2 separate regions of the Mus musculus genome follow, and region 1 is linked to region 2. The links are chromatin contacts, called in public Hi-C maps. All regions are on one chromosome and are shown on one strand. The core of a region is the stretch at or near the end of the contact, and the rest is flanking DNA. Distances in the headings are between cores, read along the strand shown.

The links. Hi-C and Micro-C count contacts between places; a contact is called where the count stands out from the background.
Region 1: a Hi-C map of bone marrow-derived macrophages shows a contact between it and region 2, with 12 read pairs. The contact joins two enhancer-like sites. A contact is called at or near these places in 2 of 39 promoter capture datasets (hippocampal neurons and liver) and 10 of 484 Hi-C or Micro-C datasets (bone marrow-derived macrophages, cerebellar granule neurons, cortical neurons and 6 more).

Annotation. Positions count from the first base shown.
Region 1 is chr1:80,400,916-80,405,794 of GRCm38.p6, reverse strand. No RefSeq gene overlaps it. Among named protein-coding and RNA genes, the nearest start is that of Gm38673, 25 kb to the left of the region's middle. Within about 2 kb of position 3,609, at least 59 of the 459 cell types and tissues checked have an H3K27ac peak or open chromatin away from gene starts, as enhancers often do. A contact at or near this core is called in bone marrow-derived macrophages, where this site is marked.
Region 2 is chr1:79,801,855-79,806,603 of GRCm38.p6, reverse strand. It overlaps Serpine2 (serine (or cysteine) peptidase inhibitor, clade E, member 2), which reads left to right. Exons shown (of 9, transcript NM_009255.4): 5 at 3,559-3,757. Among named protein-coding and RNA genes, the nearest start is that of Gm39666, 16 kb to the right of the region's middle. Within about 2 kb of position 3,398, at least 19 of the 459 cell types and tissues checked have an H3K27ac peak or open chromatin away from gene starts, as enhancers often do. A contact at or near this core is called in bone marrow-derived macrophages, where this site is marked.

The DNA.
Region 1 (4,879 bases), core at 2,360-4,859, 600 kb before region 2:
CTGGCTTCTCTCAGCTTCTCACTGAATTGCTCTACTTGGCCTCAAACTAAGTTAACAATCTGTTCTAATCTTCTGGCTCCTTCTCACTCTCTGTCTCATTCTGTCTTCACCTGTGTCTGGCTTGTTCCCTCTGCAACCTGTCTCTGTAGAATTGTCCTGTTAAAATGACCTCTACTGATGAACTTACAAATGAACTCAACTCTACTTCCTGCACTCACTGACTGACTGAAATCAACTGTACAGATTCGAACTGACTCCCAACTTGTTAACTCAACTCCACTGCACTGAACTCAACTGACTGAACAGAACTGACTTCCAATTCCCCTCTCCCTTCCTATGCTGCTCTTAAATAGTCTCCCTTTCCTGTCTGTTCTTGTGAGAGTTGAGTGTATGCTATCTCTGACTCATTCTGTCAAATCTTTATCTGATTCATCACTTTGTCTGCCTCTCAACTACATATCACTTTGTGGCTGCTTCCTTCTACAAACTAACCTTATCTACATTGTTTGGGATTAAAGGTGTGTACTTAGGGGATGTCTATATTCCAGCCAGAGCCATGTTGTAAAAAATAAATATTATTATAAATTATATTATTGATAATAATTTATTATTAATATTATTATATTTATGTCTGTATTCCAGCCATGTTTCTAGATTAAAAATTCCTCTACAATTAGCAAAGCAAAGGGCAAAGAAGGTAAACCTTACGACCAGCTACTGGAGGTGACATCATTGCTGGGTTCCCCTGGCAGGATTGAAAGCCTCAGTTATTTTCTGAATTATTTGTATGATTATGACTCTGTATATCAGCCCATCCATCTTTTAATGCACCTTTAAGCATCTTTTTATAGTGATATTGGCTTTCAGTTATAAGAGGAGGTAAATGGCCCCCTCCTTATATAACTGACTTGACTGATGAATCTGAGATTTCATGACAGGATGGGTATTTGTCGCAATCACATTGAGTATACATATAACTCAGTGCATTGTATGTCAGCCTTTAATTTATGTTCCTAATTTCATTTCTAAGATTACTTTCTCATAATGGTGCTCACGTGAATTTTTCCCTTTGAAATTATAGCAGTTTTCTTAGACTTGCCATCATGACAAACTTAACCTTATAATTCTTTACTGTGGTAGCTGCCCTATGCATTATAGAATACCCTGAAACATCCCTGGTCTCTATACTTGCATACCAATAGCAAACTCCTCCCCCAGGCTGAAAAACCACAAATGTCTTCCAGCATTACTAAGTGTCCCTAGCAGTACAAAATGGTACCTTGCTAGGAAGTGGTTTTCTTCTCGTCCCTAAAAGAGACCGTCTGTACTTCCCCCTCAAAGGTCCTGTGAATATCATGAAAGAGGAGGGCAAAAAAATAGGTATAAGCTGGGGGAAAGAGAAGTGTTGTTGAAGGATATGGTCCTTTCACTTATGAAATCTCTCAGCACCCATAATTGGAACAAGATTGTACCAATCAACATTATATTGTGGAGGCAAAGGGCTCAGAAGGCCCCAGTTATCCCTGTGGCTTTCTAAGCCATGAATGGTTGCTGACGGGGGAGGAGACATTTTTTTTCAGTAGTGCCTTGCCTGTGCTCCTGTAAATAACCTCTCACCCATGATCCTATAAGCAAATCTGATTAAAGTCCTGGGGTCACGTACAGGACATGGAAGTAGATGAGGGACTAGATGAGAAAGGAAGAAAATCCATGAGAGTGAAAGGTGAACCAGGGAGGTTAATGAGGGTGAATATGATCAGAGCACACTCAGTGCATGGAAGAAGATATCATAATATAAAACCAGTTAGTTATCTGCACAGCTAATATATAATAATAAAGAGTTTCAAAGCAAAAAAAGAATCATTCACCAACTGGCACTGTCCTATAAGTCTTAAATTATATCTGAGGTTTGACTCTTATTTTCAATTTTAGCAATAAACATCAATGATTTTTTCCTCTTTATTGTTCTTTGCTTTTTTTTTTCCTGCCAATAGAGGGATGATCATTTTTCAAAAATCATGAAGCTTTAATTGGGCCTTGCTGAGTTCGGAAAACTATAAGTCAATAGCTGCATGATAATGGGAGCAATCCATTAATGAACTACAGCATTGTCTGCACACCTGTTCTCCCATTCAGCTTATCTATGGGCTTCCATTATCTGACTCTAGTGAAGTCTTCCTGCTTTCAGAATGTGAACAGGCTCACAAGAGCCTCAAGACAAAAGCAAGCAGTTGCCTAACTGCGAATGATGCATAGCTCTGCATAACAGGTGTAATTCAGGGCCCAGGAAGCCGTGGGACTTAACAATACTGCCTCTGTGTAACCTGATTGCTGAAGTAAAAACAACCTGTGTATTCAAAATGCAGACATGTGTGGCATTGGGACCAGCCTCAGATGAAGTTATCAGGTCTACCTAGGTCATGTTGGGCCAAAGGCCACCACCTTCTTAACACCCTCCTACTTTGGAGCAGCTTATGAGTACAACTTCCCTGGTCCTGCCTACTCCAGGGCTTCCAGTGCTTAACCCAGCCTCTGGTGTATATTGGCCTTTTGTGAACCCCATTTCTGAGTGATCTCACCAACTAATCTGCTGCCCTCAACATCAGCATTTCTCAGCAGGGGGCCCTGGATGGCTTCACCTTCCTAAAGCACATCTCCTGGAGAAGCAAGATTTTTTTTTTTTTAACTCTGTGGCTTAAATGCCAAAATGTATACCACCTGAAATTTTATCTAAAAATTCCAGTTCCTCAGCTTCCCTTGAAGAATTTGTCTGTGACAGCGCCGATATTGAAGCAGTCTGCTGTGGCTAAGACGCGGCTGCCGGTCTAGACAGATCAGACTGTGTACTCTGACTTACCTGCTCCTTGCTCCCTGCATTGATTTCTCTGACCTGGTTCACTTCCATGGGCCTGTAAGGTTGGGATTTTATCATTTAGTCCTAAAATATTAACGTGGTAAAGTGGCAACAGTTTCCAAAAGACAAAATCAGCACAGATCAGGTATGATTAAGTTTAAAACAACTAATTTTATTGATTTTATAGCACTTTGCAGGCATCGTTTTGCTTCATAAGAGTTGTGCATCCGTACAGTGCCTCTAATCAACAGCTATCCTAAGGTGGTGTGGGCGAATACTAGTCGCAATTTGCAGTACTTAAATGACTTACATTGTTGAATTCTCACAATGACCATCTGAAGGACATCATGTTATTATACTTTTAGTGGTAATAAGCAATTTGGAGGCAGAGACAGGTTTAAAAACTTATTACAGTACACCACAGCTAACTGTTGCAGATGAGAAAGAATCCAAGGGATCCTGAGTCCAGACTCCAAGATAAGCTGGACCCATTGCTGCCTCTCCAATTTGATTGTCCTCATAACAATTCTAATAAGTGGTCACGATTCTTATCTACATTCTACCATATTCTGCCTCTGTTTCTCTTTTCCTACTGCTTTCTGCCACTGTTTTTTCTCTTGTGCCCTAATTCTTACAGGTTTCTTTCTTGAGTTATTTCTCAAAGAGCCCCATTCATTGTCTCATTGCCTCACATCAACTATCTCCTCAAACTGCCTTCTCTCCTTACCTCCTCCTTCCCTTCTGGACCCCACTACTGCTACGTAATGCCCTGCTTCCTCTTTCTCTACTCAGCTGTGTCTGAAATGCAGAAGTATTTCTATTTGCCTGCAGATGTCTTATTAGTCTTCCTCTGTTTGAGGTTGCTTCCTCAGGACCTAGAACTCTACCTGGCACACAGCTTTTGCTAGATGCAAGAATGCAATTGTAAGCCATCATCACACTTACTACTCTAAGAAAATAAGGAGACAGTAGGAAGACAAAAATTAGAAGGAGAGTGGGGCATAGTCCTATTCCTTAAGCACCTAGAGAGGATGAACACAGTGCCTTGGATGTAATAAGCCCAAGGAAATAGTAGCTGTGGGTGTTAACACTATAGGCCCACTAGTTTACAGGAAAAATTGCACTTAATGTCATTCACCCTATAAAGAGAACAGTAACGTCCCCACTGCATAGAAAAGACAGCTAAGGCCTAAAGCAACCAAGTATCATGAGCCAGTCAAATGGCCAACAAAAATAGCATGGCAGAACTGAGTCCAAGGCCAGGGACATCTCCCCTCCCACTCTCTTGTAGCTTTGACTACTGTCTCTGAAATTCACTCTGAGACCTTTTATCTTTGCGGTCTCCTTTGAAAAGTTAGTACTAAAGAGATCTTGCTCCCAAGACTATGGTAAAAATAAGCAGATAGTGCTTTCAAAAGTTGCTGTATCTTGGAGGATGAGTGGCCTGTGACAATGAAGTGCCTCAAGGTTATCTGAAATGCCAGGACAAATTGTGCCTGTGTTGATAAAGTAACCTCAACAAAGGAAGGCCTATTGATTTGTGTGTCTGTTCCTGTTCCCGTCCATCTAATATAACAGAGCATTGCTGCCTGTCATAAGTAATGTACTAGTATCTTATTGTATCTCCGCATTATTATGACACCTTACAAAGGGACTAGGATACAGTTAGAGTGCTTTCAAATAGATCTACAAATTGGCTTTTCTCATTTAGGGACTTTTTCAAAAGTCAGCTTCTTTGTGGTCTTTTGTTGGTTGATTGGTTGGTTGGTCAATTGGTTGATTGGTTTGGTTTGGTTTAGTTTGGCTTGTTTTGGCTTGGTTTGCTTTACTTTGCTTTGCTTTGCTTTGCTTTGCTTTGCTTTGCTTTGCTTTGCTTTGCTTTGCTTTGCTTTGCTTTGCTTTGCTTTGCTTTGCTTTGCTTTTTCAAAACAGGGTTTCTCTGTATAACAGGCCTGGCTGTCCTGAAACTCACTTTGTAGACCAGGCTGAACTCAAACTCATAGAAACCTGTCTGCCTTTGCCTCC
Region 2 (4,749 bases), core at 2,149-4,648:
TTAGCTACTGTATCATGGAATATTTTTTCAGGAATTTGTTAGGATTTACAAGACTGATTTTTAGCTGCACGTTATTTCATGGTATAAACTTACATAATATTTTCTGGCTAGTCAGTTGCTTCTTTCCTCTAATAAATAATCACCGAGTTTTTCTTTTGCATACATTTGTGAAGGCTTTTATCATTTATTCCTACAGGAAATTTGCTTAAATGGGAATTGCTGATCAAAGTTATTAAAAATGTTCAGCATAAATGCTTGAATTTATACTATAAAGATATTATCCCAGGGGAGGGAGACAACAAATAATCATATTGCTCTCTGTCTCTCTCTCTGTGTGTGTGTGTGTGTGTGTGTGTGTGTGTGTGTGTGTGTGTGTGTGAGTGGTCACTGAGTTTCCAGGACCCACCTCTTTCTGCTTCCCTAGAACTGGAATTGCAAGCTTGGTACCCTATCTGGACTTTTCTATGGGTACTGGGAATTGAACTCAGACCATCATACTTCTGTCGAAGGCACTCTACCAACTGGGGTGTCTCCACTGTCCACCTATCTCAGGTTTCCTTCTTTCTCTGTTTTCAGCTCGTATTCATCCACCTATTGTACGTCCCCTTTGGCTGTCTACTAAGTTGTAGTTCCCAAGACTAGTTGTATTCTGTTCTTGCCTGTAAGATCCCCCAATAGAGCACTTCTATTGGCTCACCCAGTTCTTGGGCCTTGTTTCTTCCCCATAAGCTGTCTCCAGGCCTGCTTTGGACTCCAGTCTGTGATGTAGACAACCATACTCAAGAGGATCTGTTTGTCGTTTCCAAACACATTTTTCACTTTCTATTCAAGTGGGATGAGGAAACCCTCCAAATACCCTTTCCTGTGTGACTTATCCTAACAGGGAGATGTCACACCCTCTGCTGCAGGTGTGGTTTCCCATGGTAAGTCAGCTGTGTCTACACTCTGAGGAGTAACCAACCAGTCCTTCAAGACGTAAGGCACCTAAGCACCTCATGTCCTGTGCTTTGTCATCCCCACATCTAGCTGAGGCAGAAGGATCTCGTGCTTGGGGTCAGCCTGGAATCTCCAGCAAGACTGTGTTTCAGAAATGGGTCAGTGACCACAAAGCTGCTCCCATCAGTATGAAAGTCGGTGCTATGTGCCGACTTGGGCTGAGTGTGTGTGTGTGTGTGTGTGTGTGTGTGTGTGTGCGCACGCGTATGCATGTGTGTACTGTCATGCTGAGTTTTACTAATGTCATTGACTGAGGGAGCTATACAGATTGGCTTTGAATCTGGGTTCTTCAGTTTAAACCTGTGCTCTCAATCTCATATTGGCCCTCTGTAAAAGGCTATGGGGGGGGGGGGGGCAGGGGAAGCTGTCCTGTAGTCCCTGGGATGGAAGAGAGAGCACAGGTTTCCATCCATCTCCCGACTTCTCAAGATGACAAGTTCAGCATGGATATGGACAGATGTAGCCTACCTGCTGACAGTGGTCACCCAGTCCTGGGGTCCAGTGCAGAGGTAGAAAAAGGTCAAACGTCCAGTGAATGTGTGAGTACACAGAATAGTTAACTGTGCTGGTTCTACTGGTCAGTAATGGTGTATCCAGTCAAGGCCGGGTGTGAGCCTGCTTACCGCCCCAGCTGCCACCCACTCCAGCTCATACTCATACTCGCATCACTCACAGCTTCCATCCTCCTTAGCTGAATTATACACACTTCTGCAGCAATTGCTCTCTCCAGGTCTTCCTTTTCTGCCCCAGAGCAATAATTTAATAACTACTTCCTGCATTTCACAGTTTCTAAAAATTAGCCCCATTAGAGCCAGAGACTTGATGTCTTCTTTGAGGATTAAAGGGCTCATTAGGAAGTGGGGGGTATTTTCCCACTTTCTCATTGAGTTTTCAGTTTCTACTGAGACCGTTTTATCACTCAGGCTAAAAGTAAAGACGAAGTATATTCATTTTGCTTCTTGGGTAGTCCCGGCCTGGAATCGAGACTGGTGTGAGCTCACAGCAATTCAGAGCTGAGACCGATGGCACTGGGTTCCTTGGCTGTCCTACAACCCAGTGCAATCTCTGCTTGGGGAGAAGAGATCCCAGCTGTCCCTGGAATATGATGGCAGCAGCTCTTCTAGCGCCTTCAGCTGATGGTGTTTTATAGCTAAAAGTGCTTGTGACAGAACAGGGCTTGCTAACTTTCTACCTCTTGCTGTCTTCTTTCTTTCTTTGATCTCCTTTCTTCTTCTCTGGAGGTGTGGCCTGTTCAAAATTCTCCAGCTTGTAGTGGTGTACACTCTTAATCCCAGAACTCAGGAAGCAGAGGCGGGGAGATCTCTGTGCATTCGAGGCTAACCTGGTCTACAGAGCGAGTTCCAGGATAGCCAGGGCTGTTATACAGTGAAACATTGCCTCAAAAACAAACAAACAAGGCCAGCCACCAAGAAAAAACGAGTGAAAATACTACGAACATGTTGCCTCTTTTCTCTTTGTTGTACTTCATATAGGGGAAGAAAGGGGGGGCCCCATGGGCACCCTGGTTACTACTGCATCTATAATTTTTTTTCATTTGATCATCTCAGCAACCTCGTGGTCCATACTTTAATATTCCGATATTTCCATCTGTATAGACGGATGGCATGGGGAGAACATGGTACCTCCTCAAGCTCATGGAGTTCATCTTTAGAGGTTCAGTGCTTAACACACACTTGAGAAATTGTCCCATCGGTTTAGAATGCCAACAAGGACTTTTTGACTGCTCTGCGGTCATACTGCACAGTTGCTGTCTCTGGCCGTTCTCTGTTGCTGTGTGAGTTCCTTTTCTTGTTGCTATAAGAAAATTCCTGACAAAGGCAGCTAAAGGCAGGAAGGGTTTCGTTTTGGCTTGTGGTTTGAGGATATAGTCTATTTATACCTATAATTTGTGGTGGCAGTGGTTTGAGTTAGCTGGTCATAGTGCATCTGCACTTGAGAAAGAGAGAAGAAACCGGGCCACTCACTTAGCTCCCTCCTTTTTTTGTTTAAAAACCGGAAACTATGAGGAATGATGGGCATGCTAATTGGCTCTACCGTAGAAATGCTTTTACCGTGTCCTGCCCTAACTGTCATATTGTATACCTTAAATACAATACCATGTATTTTCTAAAACAAAGTAGAATGTAAAAAAAAAAACAAAACAAAACAAAACAAAAAAAAAAAACAAAAAAACAAAGCAAGCTCAAAAGTAGCTTTAATTTATTCTTTTTCTCGTATAAAGGTTAACTTCTTACGAAGAACTGTGCGGCGAGTACCGAACAGTCTAATCGTCTACTTACATTCAACTCAGCAGAATGAAAGTGAGCTTAGCGGTGCCCAGAGGCATTCTGTCTAGACTGAAGACAGAGAATTCTGCACCAGGGAAGAAAGAAGTCATTGTCCTTATCTTTGTCCTTCTGAGGGAGCTATTTGTAGCAAAGGGAGTTTTACAGGCTGAATTACTGTCTCTCTCCTACGGCTTCCTTGGTGACCGCCAGCCATCCCCCCTCCCCCCCACAGAAGTCATTAGGCATAAACTAGATCTGCCTCTGGTTTCTTTAGGGTCTACCAGGACCCCGAATGGCTTATGGTACAACTTCATTGAGCTGCCCTACCATGGTGAGAGCATCAGCATGCTGATCGCCCTGCCAACAGAGAGCTCCACCCCACTGTCTGCCATCATCCCTCACATCACTACCAAGACCATTGATAGCTGGATGAACACCATGGTACCCAAGAGGATGCAGCTGGTCCTACCCAAGTGAGTGCCCCTTCCCTTAAAAAGAAAGGATGTTCTTCTCAGGGGATAGCTGTCATATTGTATACTAGAAACGGGGTGCTAAGATGGTCTTATGGAAAATGTGCTTTAGAGAGAACCAGGCTGTCTTTTCTGAATGCTTTCTCTGAGACCCTGCAGTGCCTGTTTGTGGTGAGACAACAAGGATACTAAAGGAGAGCGGGCAGCCCTGGCCTTAGAACCCCCATGAGGGCAAAGTCTTCATGACTCTGTGACAACTTTTGACATATCTCTTTCCATTGGAGAATTGAAAAATACATACATATCTTCATATGGAATGGATTAGAACACAGTAGTCGAAGGAGCTTGGTGAGACAACAAACTTCACTGATCCTTCAGGTACCTACTGGAAGCTGTTAAAGGCCAAGGCCCATGAGACTGTATTCATCAGTATTTAAGGCAGCTTTCCTTTTATACCCCTCAAGTAAATTATAGATGGAATTTCTGATGTTATGACTGGAGACTAGGGCAAAAGCAAACCCAATTCTGTGTACATCATCATTTCTAACAGTTCAAAGAACACCTTCTCTCTCCAGTGTGTGTGTGTGTGTGTGTGTGTGTGGAGGGGGAGAAATCTGTCTCCTTCCTGTGAATTTTTCATCATTACCAGCTTTCCCACAATCCAGAGTTTCTATCCATACCTCAGTGGAAACAGAGAATCCTAATAACTTTTAAGTCTTGAATAGTCAATGTAATAATCTACAAATGTAGATTTGTAGCAATCTACAAATATCAGAAGTCCTCCTCCTGAGGGGGTGAAGAAGTGACTCCATGGTTAAGAGTCCTCACTGATCTCGCAAGGGACCTGGATTCTGCCTTAACTCCTACGTGGTGTCACACAACCATCTATAACTCTAGTTCCAGGGGATCTGATGCCCTTTCCTGGCTTCCTTGGGGCCAGATGTATAGGCACATACATGCATATAGGAAAAATACTTATACATTTAAAAGATAAA